3 separate regions of the Zea mays genome follow, and regions 2 and 3 are each linked to region 1. The links are chromatin contacts, called in public Hi-C maps. All regions are on one chromosome and are shown on one strand. The core of a region is the stretch at or near the end of the contact, and the rest is flanking DNA. Distances in the headings are between cores, read along the strand shown.

Evidence for each region. Hi-C and Micro-C count contacts between places; a contact is called where the count stands out from the background.
Region 2: a contact with region 1 is called in a Hi-C map of leaf, with 4 times the contacts expected there. The contact joins the promoter of LOC118472062 here to the promoter of LOC100383950 in region 1. A contact is called at or near these places in 5 of 25 Hi-C or Micro-C datasets (ear, leaf, tassel and 1 more).
Region 3: a contact with region 1 is called in a Hi-C map of tassel, with 2.3 times the contacts expected there. The contact joins the enhancer-like site here to the promoter of LOC100383950 in region 1. A contact is called at or near these places in 4 of 25 Hi-C or Micro-C datasets (ear, leaf, root tip and 1 more).

The regions. Positions count from the first base shown.
Region 1 is chr5:155,386,517-155,391,496 of Zm-B73-REFERENCE-NAM-5.0, reverse strand. LOC100383950 (Abscisic acid receptor PYL2) reads right to left here and starts at 2,194. Exons shown (of 1, transcript NM_001176567.2): 1 at 1,104-2,194. The coding sequence starts at 2,048. The coding sequence ends at 1,482.
Region 2 is chr5:155,141,037-155,146,016 of Zm-B73-REFERENCE-NAM-5.0, reverse strand. It overlaps LOC118472062, which reads right to left and starts at 2,375. Exons shown (of 2, transcript XM_035959151.1): 1 at 2,079-2,375; 2 at 1,130-1,566. The coding sequence starts at 2,356. The coding sequence ends at 1,248. LOC103627072 (haloacid dehalogenase-like hydrolase family protein) reads left to right here. Exons shown (of 13, transcript XM_035959150.1): 11 at 94-259; 12 at 407-555; 13 at 2,102-2,628. The coding sequence ends at 186.
Region 3 is chr5:155,550,399-155,555,378 of Zm-B73-REFERENCE-NAM-5.0, reverse strand. No RefSeq gene overlaps it. Among protein-coding and RNA genes, the nearest start is that of LOC100273707, 22 kb to the left of the region's middle. Within about 2 kb of position 2,823, at least 17 of the 20 cell types and tissues checked have an H3K27ac peak or open chromatin away from gene starts, as enhancers often do. A contact at or near this core is called in ear, leaf and tassel, where this site is marked.

The DNA of each region.
Region 1 (4,980 bases), core at 945-3,444:
CCGAGACCCATGGTGTTATACACGGCTAAGTAGAGGATGTTGAGTATGCTGCCTCCATCCATGATGTAACACCCCGTCCACTTCTGAACCGGTGGTACTTACTCCTGGCAGCTCTCTTGGATCATATATTGTTCCCATAGACCCAACACATGTCTTTGTGCACACTTTGTCCTCAATCATGCGCAACCGAGAAAACTTCCCGGTCGATCACCCATCCAAATTGCTCTAAGCCAAACACGCTTAACTTGGAGATTTATTCGATATAGTCTTCCGAAAAAGAATATGCACCTTGTTTATATGAGTACTCTATTAATTCTATTAAGCCTGGTACCAGGATATCACCATCTCCTAGGGTCAGGATATCACACATAAGCACCTTGGATAATCGTGGGGTCGACGATAATCGTTGGGTCGCCTGGGGTCCATTGCAACACCAAGTCATGTGCTTGTTTGGTTCAACTTTTTCGATAAGCTTTTCTGAGAATCTGGATGTGGTAAGAATCTGGTCGTGAAGAAAATCTAAGTATCGTGAAGATTACATGTAGAGAAAGATAAAAGAGTCCATACGATTTATGATATAGAAAGTGACGGCTTTCTACTATCGTAATAACTCGGTCGATTCTATATTCACATTGATTTTGGACAGTTTTGACTAAAATAAATATTATAGAAGCTGGTCGAAAAATTGAGTGTTTGACAGTTTGTAACAACTTGTGCCCAGAGAAGTTGAAACAACACATGCCGTGAGCGCCAGCGTGACGTGTGCCGGCCTGGCCATTTGTACCCGTAGCAATTTTTCTTGGATACTTGACATGAGAAAAAAAAAGGGTAAAGTCTCAGCTGAAGCACATGAACACGCTCTGTGTGCGTGCGCGCGCGCCATCTATTTTGCCTTTTTCTTTTTCCTCAAAGAAACCTGATCGAAGAAGAGTATAGTAGTACAAAAGAACCGAACAAAGAAATAGATGTCATAAAAGTATGGGTACCAACTACCGGGACTTGATTGACAAAACACAAAATAGACTGGCGCGCGCGGTATTATGACACTGCAGGGATAAGGATAACAGCAGAGACGACGTACGTGTATATTTATTTACAAAGAAGAAGAAAACCAGGATATATATAAAATAACACCAACTTGCAACCCCTTTCGATGTCACCGACGCAGCAGATTTGCAATACCGAAAGGCTGAATTAGTTACGATGAAATAAAAGGAAAAGGTCGTTTATAGCAAACTGTTGGACAACATTTTTTTTCTCTCTCTCTAGCTAGCTAGCTAGCTTCTTGTTCGTTCCAAAGAGCTAGAAACGATGGACGGATGGAGAGATGAAAAAGCAAGCAAGAAGCATCGTCACCATTGCAGGCAATTTGCAGTAGCAACGGAACGAACAGGGCATGCCTTGGACGCAATGGATTAGCGCGCGCTAGCTAGTGACGATGATCCGTGGCACCACCGGCACCGGAGGGGGAGGAGGAGGAATTAATTGGCCGATGAAGAGGTGGCGATGGCGGCGAGCTTCTGGAGGTTGAGCTTGACGACGGTGTCGGTGAACATGCGCGTGTCCTCCTCGGTGTTGCCGTCGGGGACGTCGACGACGTAGGACTCGAGGACGACGCAGTAGGGGCCCGGCTGGAACTCGGTGACGGAGGTGACGGAGCGGTAGTTGCGGAGGCGGTGGTCGCCGCCGACGACGCGGAAGCTGAGGATGTGGCGGTGGTCGTCGAGGATCTCGAGGCGCTCGGTGCTGGTGGAGGCCGGGAGGCCCGAGACGACGGTGACCTCGCGGACGCTGCCCACGGTGGCGCCGTCGCCGGCCTTGAGGTCGCACGACTTGATGAAGTGCTTGTACCGCTGCGGGCTGCCGAAGCCGCGCACGATGGGCCACACGGCGGCCAGCGGCGCGTCCACGCGCTGCGTCACCAGCGACGTGCACGTCCCCGGCGCGCGCCCCGGGAACGTGTGGTGCGCGCGCACCACGCCCTCCAGCTCCCGCTGCTCCGCCTCCGACAGGCCCTGCCGCAGCGCGCTCTCCATGTGAGGCTCCATGCCGACCTGCCCGGCCGCCTGCTAGTGCTAGCTTAGCTGCTGTTGCGCGCTCTCAGGACTCAGTGGCTGCTGCGCTTGTATTATAGTAGGGTCAGGGTCAGGGTCAGGGTCAGGTCATCAAATGGAGCAGGGGCAGTATGGTATTGGTACCCCAGCCAGCAGGATTGATTGATTGTACGCTGGGAGGTGTCTCACCTTTTTATGGCTGCCTTCTTCAGTTGTTGGTGCCTTTGTTTGGGTTTTAATTTGGTCCGTTCACCCGGGCCGGAGAGGGACCATTTTTGCTCAGGTCATGGTCATGGGGGAGCTGAGCTCTTCTCTTTCGTTGAGCCACTCGAGGCAAGAAGCTAGCTAGTGGGTCCGATGTCAATCTAGCTAGCTCTGAAGGGTCAACTTGGGTTTATTTCAGTCGGGCTCCTTTTCTAGCGGAGCTGAATCTCTTCTATCTACATATAATATTCAGCAAAAAAAACAGTTTCATTAACGGTATTGTAATAATTTATTAAATTAAACTTGTGAGAAAGCTACGAGAAACAATAAGTTCTCGCAATTTTGGCTTGTCAACGTGAAAAGTGGTTTTGGATTCCTTGCAAGCGCTGTTTAGATTGGATCCTAGGAAAATTGTCTAGTCTCCAAAAGTGTGACTTTTGTTTAGATTGGATCCCAAGAAAACTGTTTGGAGTCGTGCATACATTTTTTTTTGACCTGGTGTAGGATGGCGCTTGTCTGGACTATAGCCTATGATCTCTTTGTACAGCATTGTGCGACGAATTAGTTCATTTATGTAAGGACCAAAATCTGTATATATTTTTTTATAATAATAAAATAAATATATGAAGAGATAAAATAGTAAATTCAGATATCCCCAATTATACTTGAGTATTAAAAATTGAGGACTGAATTGTAAAAACCAAGAATTATTTTAGAAAAAGTAATAGTAAAGTTTCTATTCAACTAAATAATTATGCATATCATTAAATTAAAGGATGCACCATAAGCCTTTATTTACATGAACATTTAAGTTTGAAGTAACATTTACTCCTTCCATAAATAAATGATAAGGAAAAGAATGGAAAAATAATATTGTAAACAGTACATTTTATATTAGTAATTATTTTGACACTTGAAAAGTTGAAGTTCAAAACATGAGTTGGAATTTGAATTGAATTTGAAGTGAGAACCTTGAATTAGAAAAGGAAATATTAGAATTTGAGAAAAGAGAAGAAAACACTATATGGTATAAATAAAATAAACATATAAATAAATATAATTCATCCATACTGAGATTAGAATTTATACAATTAACCTAGGTATGAACCTTACAACAAAATTTGAAGTGGAATTTGAAATCTAAAATGAGAAAAGAAAAGAAAGGAAAATAAAAAGAAAAAAAACCTAACTGGGCCCAGACTTCACATTTGGCCCACTAACTCCCTCCTTTGTGCGGCCCAGCGTGGCTACTGCGCCATCCGGTGGGCCCGGCGTGTCAAGCTCACATCCGCGGGTGCGTGATATTTTCCCTTCTCGATGACGTGTGGGGCCACCCTGTCAAGCGCTCATCTGTGATCGGTTGTGCGGGCCCCAATGGTCAGTATGACCTCTTCCTCGCCTACCACCGTGACGGCCCCGACATGCGTGCTGGTGGGAGCTCGCCACCGCCAAATCCGCGGATGCCGTTGCAACAAACCCATGGATCCCGGCTCCTCTCGACCATATGACCTACCGCTTCCCCCATGGCCAATGGATCCATCGTGTGTCTGCACAAAAGAGCCCCACCTGCGGAACGAGAGAAGAGGGAGGAGAGAAATCGAGCTCTAACCGTCGAACTGAGCTGGGCGGGACTCACTGAACTTCACCGCGGCACCAAGGCACATTGCAGAAGACATTCCCAGGCGGCTGAGCGACCTGGGAGGGCGAAATTTCTTGCTGGGGTTGTCTCTCTGCCGTGCGGTCGCTGCGTGACGCGGGCAACTCCACCAATGCCCCAACCTTGGGTAAGTAATCCTCTGGTTGACTCCCTTTACCCCCTGGAATCTATAGGACCCCGCGGTAGGGTGTGTGCGTGGCGTGTCTGCCGTCAATTGCTCGCCGGAGCACTTCGACCGGGCTAGAACCGCTGTGCACCATGGCCAGGTTACTCTGGTGCCCCTAGTGTGTAAGTAACCTTCCCATCTCATTCTCCATGGGTAGGGAAACGTGTGGGGGCTATCGGGGTGGTGTATCGCGTACCTGGGCGGCCAGGGCCTTCTTCTCCGGCGTGGTTGTGCGGTGCGAAGGGGCGGCGCCACCGCACACTGGGTCGGGGTGGAGAGTTTGGTCTAGCGCCGTCGGATTAGAGTTGTGTGGCCACGATTAGAAGATAGGCGATGGCCTCCTGGCCGTTGGATCAGATTCTGGTGGCCGGGATTAAAACTGCGATACCCCTTCGCAGCATTAAAATCTGGTCGTTGAGATACGATCGGGCGGATCTGATGGGTCATCGCGGGGAAATGCGGGTCGTGGATCTTGGATCCGAAGGCCTACGGCGCGTACCGATTCAAACCCCTGGTGATTTAATCTGGCGCGTCCGGTGTTGATCGGACGGTTCTCATGCCGTGATACCCCTTCGCGAGTACGATTTACTAAAGAGACCCCGAGAAATAACGGAATCAACCTGCTGTCCACGCTGTGTTAGCTCTGAGTCTGGGAGAGTTTTATGGTTTTGCCCCGGGACTTCTCTATTTTCATGTACCCAGTCCAGAGATTTATAAAATCCAGTAAAAGTAATTAGAAAATGATTTTTAATGTGAAAATAAATGCTAGAACTTGTTTAATTCATATAAAATTCATATGAAGTCCAAATCAATCCATTTCAATTTCTATAATTTTATAATATTATTGTTTATCAATTAGTGCCACTGTTTTGACATGAAAGTCATATTAAAATTTATAT
Region 2 (4,980 bases), core at 1,126-3,625, 250 kb after region 1:
TGCGTATTCCAGAAAAAAAATATTATATCAGTTTAATTTCTATTGGATTTACACTATTTACTTATACATGCAGAAATTACTTCTTTTTGATAGTACCAAAGAGGATTCATCTGTCCTAAGGCAGCATTTTTCAGAACTGAGCAGAGGGAAAGCACATGTTATCAAAATGCATTCAAATACAATTGATATTGTTCCCCTCAATACTTCAAAAGGTGGTGGTTTAAGAATTCTACTTGATCATCTTGGAATAACAAAAGATGTAAGAATTCATTCCCATTAAAACTATATTTAGCGTTCATTTTTGTGCCTTATTTCAATCTGTCGTTTGCTCTGTTGAAATATGGAAGTGCTGGCATTAGATTTTTCTCTTATGGATGTCGTTTACTCCCCCCCCCTCCCCCTGCAGTGCGATCTTGATTCTATTGGAGACTATACCAGATGGCTAAGCAATAAATGATTCAACTGACATGATTACTGGGTCGTTCTTAAGAAAAAAATGTGGAATCGTAGGCGCGCCAAAGGAACAAAACTATTGCTCTGAAGGTTGCAAAAATTGTATGTTTGTAGCACCATCTCTTTTAGTTGGCAATTCATGTGTTTTTATATTTCGAAAAGGATTGGGTGGTGAATGTCAGCTTAGATATTTCCTTCAGGTAATGTGTACATAGATTCAAAGTATGTAACTTCAGCGGAAACTAGCCTTTAATTTCAAATACCATGAATTTTTTGTTCGTCTTCTGAACAGATCATTTTGTTGAGATACATGTGAAGAGAATTGAATGGGCCACATCCTTGTGCAACTGGAGCTTACCATGTGACATTTGCTTTTGTCCAAAGTCATCTGCAACACCATTTTTAACTCTACATAGATTTTTTTGTAGTTTTGTTTTGTGTAGCATAGCATTGATAAATGTTGCTAAATAAACGAGTTAATGGTTTCTCCACGTTGTTGATATTTGTTCGAATGAAACTAATGCTGAAGTATAATTTATGGTCAGGAATTCAATGGATGCATTGTGATGACGATAACTGTATTTTCTGCCATGTTGGGCTTTGTTTATTATGACTCACCGTTACTCATTACATCCATTTGATTGATCGATCTTTTTATTTATCATGAAATGAAGCACATAAGAAATCAGGTTGATTGTAGAAACAAATATTGTTCAGATTTTCATGCATAAAGCACACACGAAGCACAGCTCGTCAATGGAAAGTGGAGGCTTGTCACCCTAGTTTTCCCTTTGTTACAGATCAATATGTGTTGCAACTCTCTTGTTCTGGTGGGCATATGATTTAGTGCTGATGTTCAAATTGCTGGTGTTGCTAGTTCCTGGCATTACTCTAGCAAATGAACCATTTGAGGGCCTCTTTGCTATCATCTTGTTGCACGGCCTTGATACAATGATTGTCCGTTGGTTCATGTCTAATCCTACTGAATAGCTTTTGCTTGCTCTCATCCTCTTACTGTATGAAACTTTCTTTGCAAGGTCTTGAACACTTGTAGCATCAGATATAGACGTGAATGATTGGGCCTTCCCTTGGTAGTAATTGGACAGCCCTTTCCTGTGGAAATCGTGTTAATTGAACATGAGTTGGAATGCTTTGCATCTGAAGTGAAATTTATAGAAGTAATGTTGACTATCCATCTTTTATAATCATGACATTGTGTTATATATCCACTCAGTATTTTTTCCTTTCAGCAAATATACATATGAAGTTGAACTCTGCTGCATGCTTATCATAGATCTTGTGCAAAAGGGAACCTCTACTAGTTATCACAGAGCAGTATCAAGTTTTGTTGAGCTGAAAGTGAATTTGCAAGCTTTTTATAACAAATAACAGATCATTCCATTGTATGGTAGGGACAGAAGCTTGCTGGTTTAATAGAAGATAATAGTGCAAAGAAATCGCAAAACTTATTGAAGCATTTGTAATTTTGAGGCTATATCTTTTTCTACCTTCATCATGAATGTAAAAGTTACAAAACTACATTGTGAAGCCACATTGTGATTTATTTGTAGAAATTGGACAGCTTTTATGACTTTTCTTCAAGGTAAATGATTATAAACATGCACCTGATTGGAAGCTCATCTAGCAGCGAGGATAACTCATACAGGGGACCCTCGGCGTCCAGATGCAACGTGCTCGAAGATGCTGAGGATGGCTCAGAGCGATGGCCAGGTGGGGAAGAAGTTGCATCATCAGACACGTTGGAAGCTGATGAGCACAAGGACCCACTGGACGCGCCCGAGAAGGAATTGTAAGACTCGGAGCTTTCGTCACCTGGTTTATTGCAAATCTCCTTGTGACACGAGGGTACTCCATGAGGTGCTAAGTTGTAAGGCTCTGCCATTCAATGTTTTGACATCAAAGGGACGCAGCTTATGTGGATATATATAGGAGAAAAAGGGAGAGCTATCCAAGTGGTTGGATAAGCGTCTTGTTTAGTCGGAGAAATTTTGTGAACTCACGGCCGGAGAGCGAGTGATAGTTGCCCTTACTCCATGTGATCTTGATAGATTAGTACATTAATATTTCTTCATTTCTTGTGCTATTTTATTACTTATGAACTCCGTCTCTTCGTTGTTGACATGAAGCAAGAAATGGACATCTGTCACTTATTTGGATAAATCAATGATAACTTAGCTGATGGGGAGCATGCGGAACAACGCCCTTCGGGCTGAGACAGACAAGCATGTTACCTCCGGCCAAGAAAAAGAGAGTTATCCCAGCGGATTAGGAAGGATAAGGTAGATTATGGCGGCAAGAAGGTGCTTTCTGTTAGCCTGGGGCTCATGCCTAGGGTGTTAATAATGTTAAATAAGAGTGAGATTAGTTTCTTTATTGTGGTGTGGTAGACTTGTGGAGCCAATCGGCTGGATCTCAGTCAGGTCGTCGTCAACACTCCCTTATCATGCACACACATGAATCTTTTTAACTAGGCAACGACTGCTATACAAACAGTCTAAGCGTACAAGCAAATATCTGATTTATTATATCGTGATCCAACCGTAGATCATATTTAACACTTAAACCCTTTCACCACCAGCTCAATAATTTTTATAAAAAACCTCTAACAAATCATGGTTGTATTTATGGTTGGATCGTAATCTAATGGATCAGATAGTTTACTTGCACGTTTGAAAAAAAGACTGCTTGTATAGCAGTCATTGCCTATGCTTGTCGATCATCGAATCAGCTACGTCTACCGACCGTACTGTCGATTTCATTATCTACCATCGTCAAACATAGTGTTTCAGGGTACAACATTTACCGTTTGTCTATAGTAGTTTCAACGTCGTTACATCAACTTTTTTTTACAGACTTTAGCACAACGCTTTATTAAAATAAAAAAATCATATGAGTCCATAATTAAACAAATAAAACAAACAATTTATAAAAACATAAATGAAAATTACATAATTTCCGAAGCTAAGAAAATTACATAATTTATAAAAAGAAAAAAAATACTATAATTTACGGAAACAATTGCCAGTTGCGTACGTGTGTTACGCGTAAAGGGTGATGCATCTGTATGCATAGTGCTTTTGGAGCCAAGCACTGAACGCTACCGTGTAAAGAGTGATTCTCACGTTACGGTTAAGCCACGTAGAATTTCTAAAATATATAACTGCATATGATTTGCCAGGCATAAAGCAGTAGACTTTTTCTGCAGAAAACACTAGCCACAGCAACGCATCTCCAATACTACCTGAATACCTGAATGAAGAGATACCCTCACTGTACTTGCAACGTTACGTGCAAGCTTGCAACGACGGAGGCGCACAGGCATGGACACCTCAGCAACTCGCACAAGGTGAAGGTAGGAAGAGAATGCCTTTTGTCGCCTTGTTCCGGCCTTCCCTGCAGCTCCAGAGCACTGGTTGTCAGAGCCTAACTAGGCCCACCGAGGGGCTACGGTAGCAGCAGTCATAGGCTCTTCAAGGAAGATTAGATAATGATAGTTAGAGATAAGATTAGAAAATTAGTTGAGACTATTTAAGAGATTAGTTAAAATTATTTAGGAAAGTTATCAGTTAGTAATTTGTTGAGAGTTTTAAGAAGATAAGGATCTCTAGCTAGATAGGGGTAGTCAGCCGACCTATTTATGTAATCAATGGATGAGATATAAATCAGTTAAGAATTAGAAGGGAGAAACACTCTTTTTGCTCGGCCGTGGGTACAGGCCTCCGGCCGACGTTCCTGCCCATCGATATCCCTCTCCAATCCGTCACCGATCTAGCGACCATAACAGTGGTATTGCTTATAATTCAGAATTTCGACACTGGTTTTCACTGTGCTTAATGGTCAATGGACCTCTAAAATCGACCTTGGTTGCTCGACCATTCCTCTCATCCATTTTTTGAGAGAACTTCTCAACAGAAAGAACTTTAACTAAATATTCTAAAATATTCCGCTGTTGCAACAGTAAAACCTCAAAAAATCTAGATTATAGGACAACCTACTACAGCCCCTCTGTTATTTTCTATTTGTCGTGTTTTAGTTCAAAACTAAACTAACAAATGACAAATATTCGAGAACGGATGTAGTAGTATATTTGAGACCCTTAAAAGGGTGTTCTATAATTTTTTGACCAAATTTTATAAGATAAGTATTGTTGGAGTAGTTTTTCATGGGTAGAACCATATATTTTAATTTGAGCCAAAGGTTTAAGATATTGTTGGAGTTACTCTAAGGCCCACCAAACATAAATGGCGTAGAATGGATCCATCATTCAGCTAGCATCAGTGTACGTTACATCCATGCTATTCGCATCATATTATTGTATATTTCGGAAACATGTTTATACATCGAGTAAAACTGATTTAGAAATTTTCTAGATATTTCTCTGCTTTTTTCTAGAGCTTGTTTTGAAAACCGTCTTCCAAACCACTTCAAACTGCTTCATATTGGAAGGCTGGACGTCAGGTGGAGAAAGTCGCGGATGAGCCGCTTGGCCTCGGCCAACCTACGTTC
Region 3 (4,980 bases), core at 1,574-4,073, 160 kb before region 1:
GTGAGCATACGAAATGCAGCAGTGACTTTCTGGAAGCAACTCAATCCAAGTACATTGGCCGCATTCCTTTTTTGCACAAAGTAATCATCGTGTGCTTCAACAACATTCATTATGCGTAGGAAAAGGTCTCTCTTCATCCTATATCTAAACCAAAAAAATAATAACCTTCAACACATATAATACATATAGTAAGGAGCTAATCAAAGGTTAATAAACACCAACCTTCGACGAAATAAATGTGGACCGTATGTCGGATTGGCCGCCAAATAATCTTGAAACATCCTTTGATGCCCGTCTTGTCGATCTCGATAAATAACAACATGTCCAGGAACAGAACCACCAGGTTTGCACAATTCCAGTAGCTGCGATGATGAAATAATCATCGTCATTGCAAGATGAATCGTCGTCCAGTTCCATTTGCAAAAGTGATTTGAAACCAATCATGATGTCGATTCCTAGGAATGAAAATTGTGCAAGATCAGACAATTTATCCCGGCCATCAGCAACAGATTGATGAACGCAACAATTACAGGAAGCAAAAAAACAGTCTGGCGCCGACAGATTTGCAAAAGTGATTTGAAACCAATTACAGATTGATGCTCGTAGCGCCAGCGCCCACTGCTCCTTCTAGGAACGGTGACTGCCGGCGGCAATCGCGCCCAATCGCGGCGGTGGACATTGGCGCGAGCGCGACGGCTACAGTCGTGGCAAAAACAGTCTGGCGCGAGGATAGGCAGAGGATCGCGGAAAGATAGGAGCGTGGGCCTATTTTAGTTTTGCCAAGTCAAATTATAAGAAACTGTTGGAGGTGGGTATTTTTTTTCTTTTACCATAACATTCCGGGAGTTGCTAAAATCCAAAATTTGCCAAACAAATTATCCCAAACTGTTAGAGTTGCTCTTAGCCCATAACCGTAGTCCCTAGTCATTGGAAGAGGTCGCTATGGGAAGGGATGAATCTAGCGGTCCACGACGTCGTAGTCATTGTATGATGGCTGTGGCTTTGGGAACACAGTGGCCAAAACTTTCCCTCACTAACCACGCTAGAGTAGATCGAGTCTCATTAGGTCTGTACTCTTCACAGGGTAAAGAGCTACCAATGAATCTTGTTTCGTGAGCATGGTGCTCGAAAATTTCAATCAACTTTTGAATAACATGAATATCATTTTGCATTCTCGGTTTTTCATGTTTCGAGTGACTTGCAATTCAAATCTGAATTATTTGAGAAAATTCAATTAAACGGACAAAATCTAATAGTTATAGCAAACATTTTTATAATTATGCCAAAATCGAACATGTAGATCTATATAGTGTAGAAACAAACCACAAAAAATTTGTTTGAAAAAAATATACTTTGTCGTATGTCAAAGAAGACACTCGCAAAATGATGGTTTGCTGACACTCAACAAAATAGCTTCTTTGCCGAGTGATAACGTCTGACGCTCGGCAAAGTTAACGGTTGTTAGCTATAGACGGTTGATGACAGCTATTTGTCAAGCGTCGTCGTTCGCCGAGGGTTTGACACTCGGCAAAGACAGACACTCAGTAAATGTGGTCGTCGTTGCTGAGTGTCTGTCTTTGCCGAGTGTCTTATGCTCGGTAAATGTGGTCGTTGCCAAGAGTGTTATTTCGTCGAGTGTCCGACAAAATGCACTCGGCAAAACGTCGAGCACTCAGTAAAGAGCCGGATTTCCGGTAGTGACGCGTATTGGTCTTATTTCCTTTTTTGTTTTACACGGTGCAAAAAAATAAGAGCCACAACCAAGATGATTGTTGCATTCTTGATTAAGACACGAGAAGTTCAGTTTGGTGATTCGGATGAGATCAATCTAACCGTGTTCGTTCTTGGCTGTTGTGGTGCCAAATGATCCAAAGCGTCAGCCATAAACCAAGTTTGTCCATGCTGTGGGCATTGTATTGCGTCCCGGCGATGAGCTGACAGTTCATGGCAGAGGCTGCAGGGCATGGCGGCAGTGTCCGTGCATGCGTGCATGCGTCCAAACCTCAGGTACTGCAGGGGCGGTGATGGTGATGACTGATGAGGGGGACGGCGAGGCGGACGTCAGTTGTTTCGAGATGGACACATCGTCGCACACAGAAGAGTGCCTAGGCTGGCCTCTTGCGAACCACACAGTACCCCAATGGTAATGGTATGTACAACAATGGAACTGGAAATTGGAACGTCGTCATCTCACCTGCCCCTTCTGCTTGTCCTATCCCATATATAACATCTGCTAACAAAATGCGACAAGAGATGCCATTGCAAACCCTCTCATGAGTCATGACACTACAAGTATTTGAGTAGTTGGTCTATTCTACAGGCTGCTGGTAGTATGCATGGTATAAAACGACTGCAACTGCAAGCCATAGCCAGGGATGTTGACTACACGCTTGCATGCATCAGCATCACACACTCGGGATACAGAACCATGCAGCGCAGCTTGCAGTTGCAGCAGAGAAAAGAGGGGCTGAGGCCTCTTCCCTTTTGAGCTGGGACAGGCAGGCCACAGCCCACAGGGGCGTCTGAATCGATTTCAGACGGCACAATCCCATGCCAGGTCTGGTTTTTAGCTGTTGCTGCTGGCTGCTGCTAGCTTAGCTAGCGGCTGAGACAGACAGGAGCACACTGCATACCTGACCTCGCCTCGCTCGTCACGTAGCTGTTGCAAGCAAATATACTCCTCCTTGTCAGTGACGCAGACGACGCAGAGACTTGTCCCGTGTGTACACACAGCACGCACACTGTTGCGCTGCTGTGCAGTGCTTCAGCACTTTGACTCTCGCTTCGACTCGTCACGTCAGGGGGACGGACGGGTCACGGCGGGAAACCCGTTGCGCCGCCTGCCCCCCCGTTCTGCGGGCCGAATCTATACCCATCTGGCCCAAGCCCATACGTGTCGGCACAGCCCGCCTCCGACCTTATGTTATGAACATATATATATATATATATATATATATATATATATATATATATATATATATATATATATATATATATATATATATATATATATATATATATATATATATATATATATATATATATATATATATATATATATATATATATATATATATATATATATATATATATATATATATATATACACACACACACACGTCCAGGTACCAGCAGTTGATCAGAATTTTCTCAAAAGAAAATAAAAAAAGGCAAGCCAGCAGTTGATCAGACACTGTGAATCTGCTTCGAACAGTGCAACAACTTTTGTAGGAAGCTGGAAACGTATAAACTTCCGACAACAATATTTTCTGAATTAGATCCATCTTAAGTTAACTTTTTTGTTTCCAGGGTTATCTTATGTTTAACGAGATTTGTAAAGGCAATTATAATGATACCAAACCAAATAAATGAATTATAAAAAAATCAACCATGTTTATGATTCTAATTTGACATAATAAATAATCACGCTCTTTTATGGATTTATTCGACCTTATAAGTTTGGTTTAAGATGATTTTAAGAATTAGTTTGTATAACAACGAAATGAATATATAGTACTTTGCCTTAAAAAAAGAGCATAGTATTGTTTCCGTTGAATATGCTGTTACGGTGGAGGAGGGCATGGGTATCTGTCGTTGTTGTTTTTTGTCGACAATTCAGGTTAAAGATATTGACGCAGGAGACAAACTTCTAGGCCCACTATATAGAGACCATTGTCCACCGGACCAGGGCCCAGGGCCTGGAAACTACTCTAGCCCATGTCAGCATTCTGGGTATGATTGCCCGAGACGCTACAGTAAAACTAGCCCTACACGAAGAGGGCAGGCTACGGGTCTTGCCTTCGAGGCGGGTCGGGTCGACAAGACTCCTCTAAAGAGATAACGAGAGTACATGGCCAAGAACTCTGCAACGCAAAAGGGCCCCTGCCACGTAAGCTTGCATGAGGCTTCCTTCTGCAACAACCCTCACTATCCTGTTGGCGGGGTCTGGTTGCACCATGGGCCTAGCCTGCCCCTACCTTTGGTGTGGTTCGATGCTACCACTTGTTTCGAGGTTCCCGCTGGAGGCCCTGGAAACCATTAGGAGGGATACAGACCCCGGGGTCTTCTTCGCCCGACGGTTACATATGTTCCCGAGGCCCCACTACTGGCCTCAGACCGCCTTGGATGGTCTTCGGATCTCCAGGTGGACTCCTTCAGGCAACCGCTCCACCGACCACCGAGCAGGCATGGGGGCCTAGTGCACCTTAGCTCCGAGAGGCCCCACCCTACCGGTGTCCCAACACACCAGTGTCCTAGATGCCCTGCGATGACCCTGATCAATGGGTGGGGCTTCGGGAGTGCCACGTGGCCAGCCACCCACACCTTGATCGGTCAAGGAGTTGGTGGAGTCAAGAGACATGTCAAAAGCAAAAACAAGTTCCTAGAGCAAACAAGAAACAAGAAAAATACATGAGCAAAATTCAAGGTAAGACAATTATGGCTCATGATAAATGCTCTAACAATGACCCAGTGTGCTTCAACAAATAAAAATCAAAGAGAAGCAATAAGAAAAAGAAGGGCATTAGATTGGATCATGCCCCCACCACTACAGGAAAACCAGGAAAAAACGTCGAGGCTGGGAACCGACATTCTTAGATTAAGAACATCGGCTTGCCGATGTACAATATTTGATGTCCTTAAACAACTAAGAATGTCGGGGCCAACGTTCTTAAGTCAATAACGTCGACAAGGCAAAACCTGACATACTTAAACATATAAAAACGTCGGTACAAAGGGGACAACGTTCTTAACTACGAGCCACATGGCACCTAACCGGGGATCCATGGGTGAGCCACGTGGCATTAAGTACGTTAGCCATTAAGACCGACATTCTTAAATGGCCACCAGGCCAACCACTGGCATTGCCACATGGCTTGAAGAACGTCGATTCATCGATGTTCTTAGATGTTGTGGACTTAAGAACGTCGGCTTGGCCGACATTATTATTATTATTATTTTTAAAATATAAACCCTGTTCTG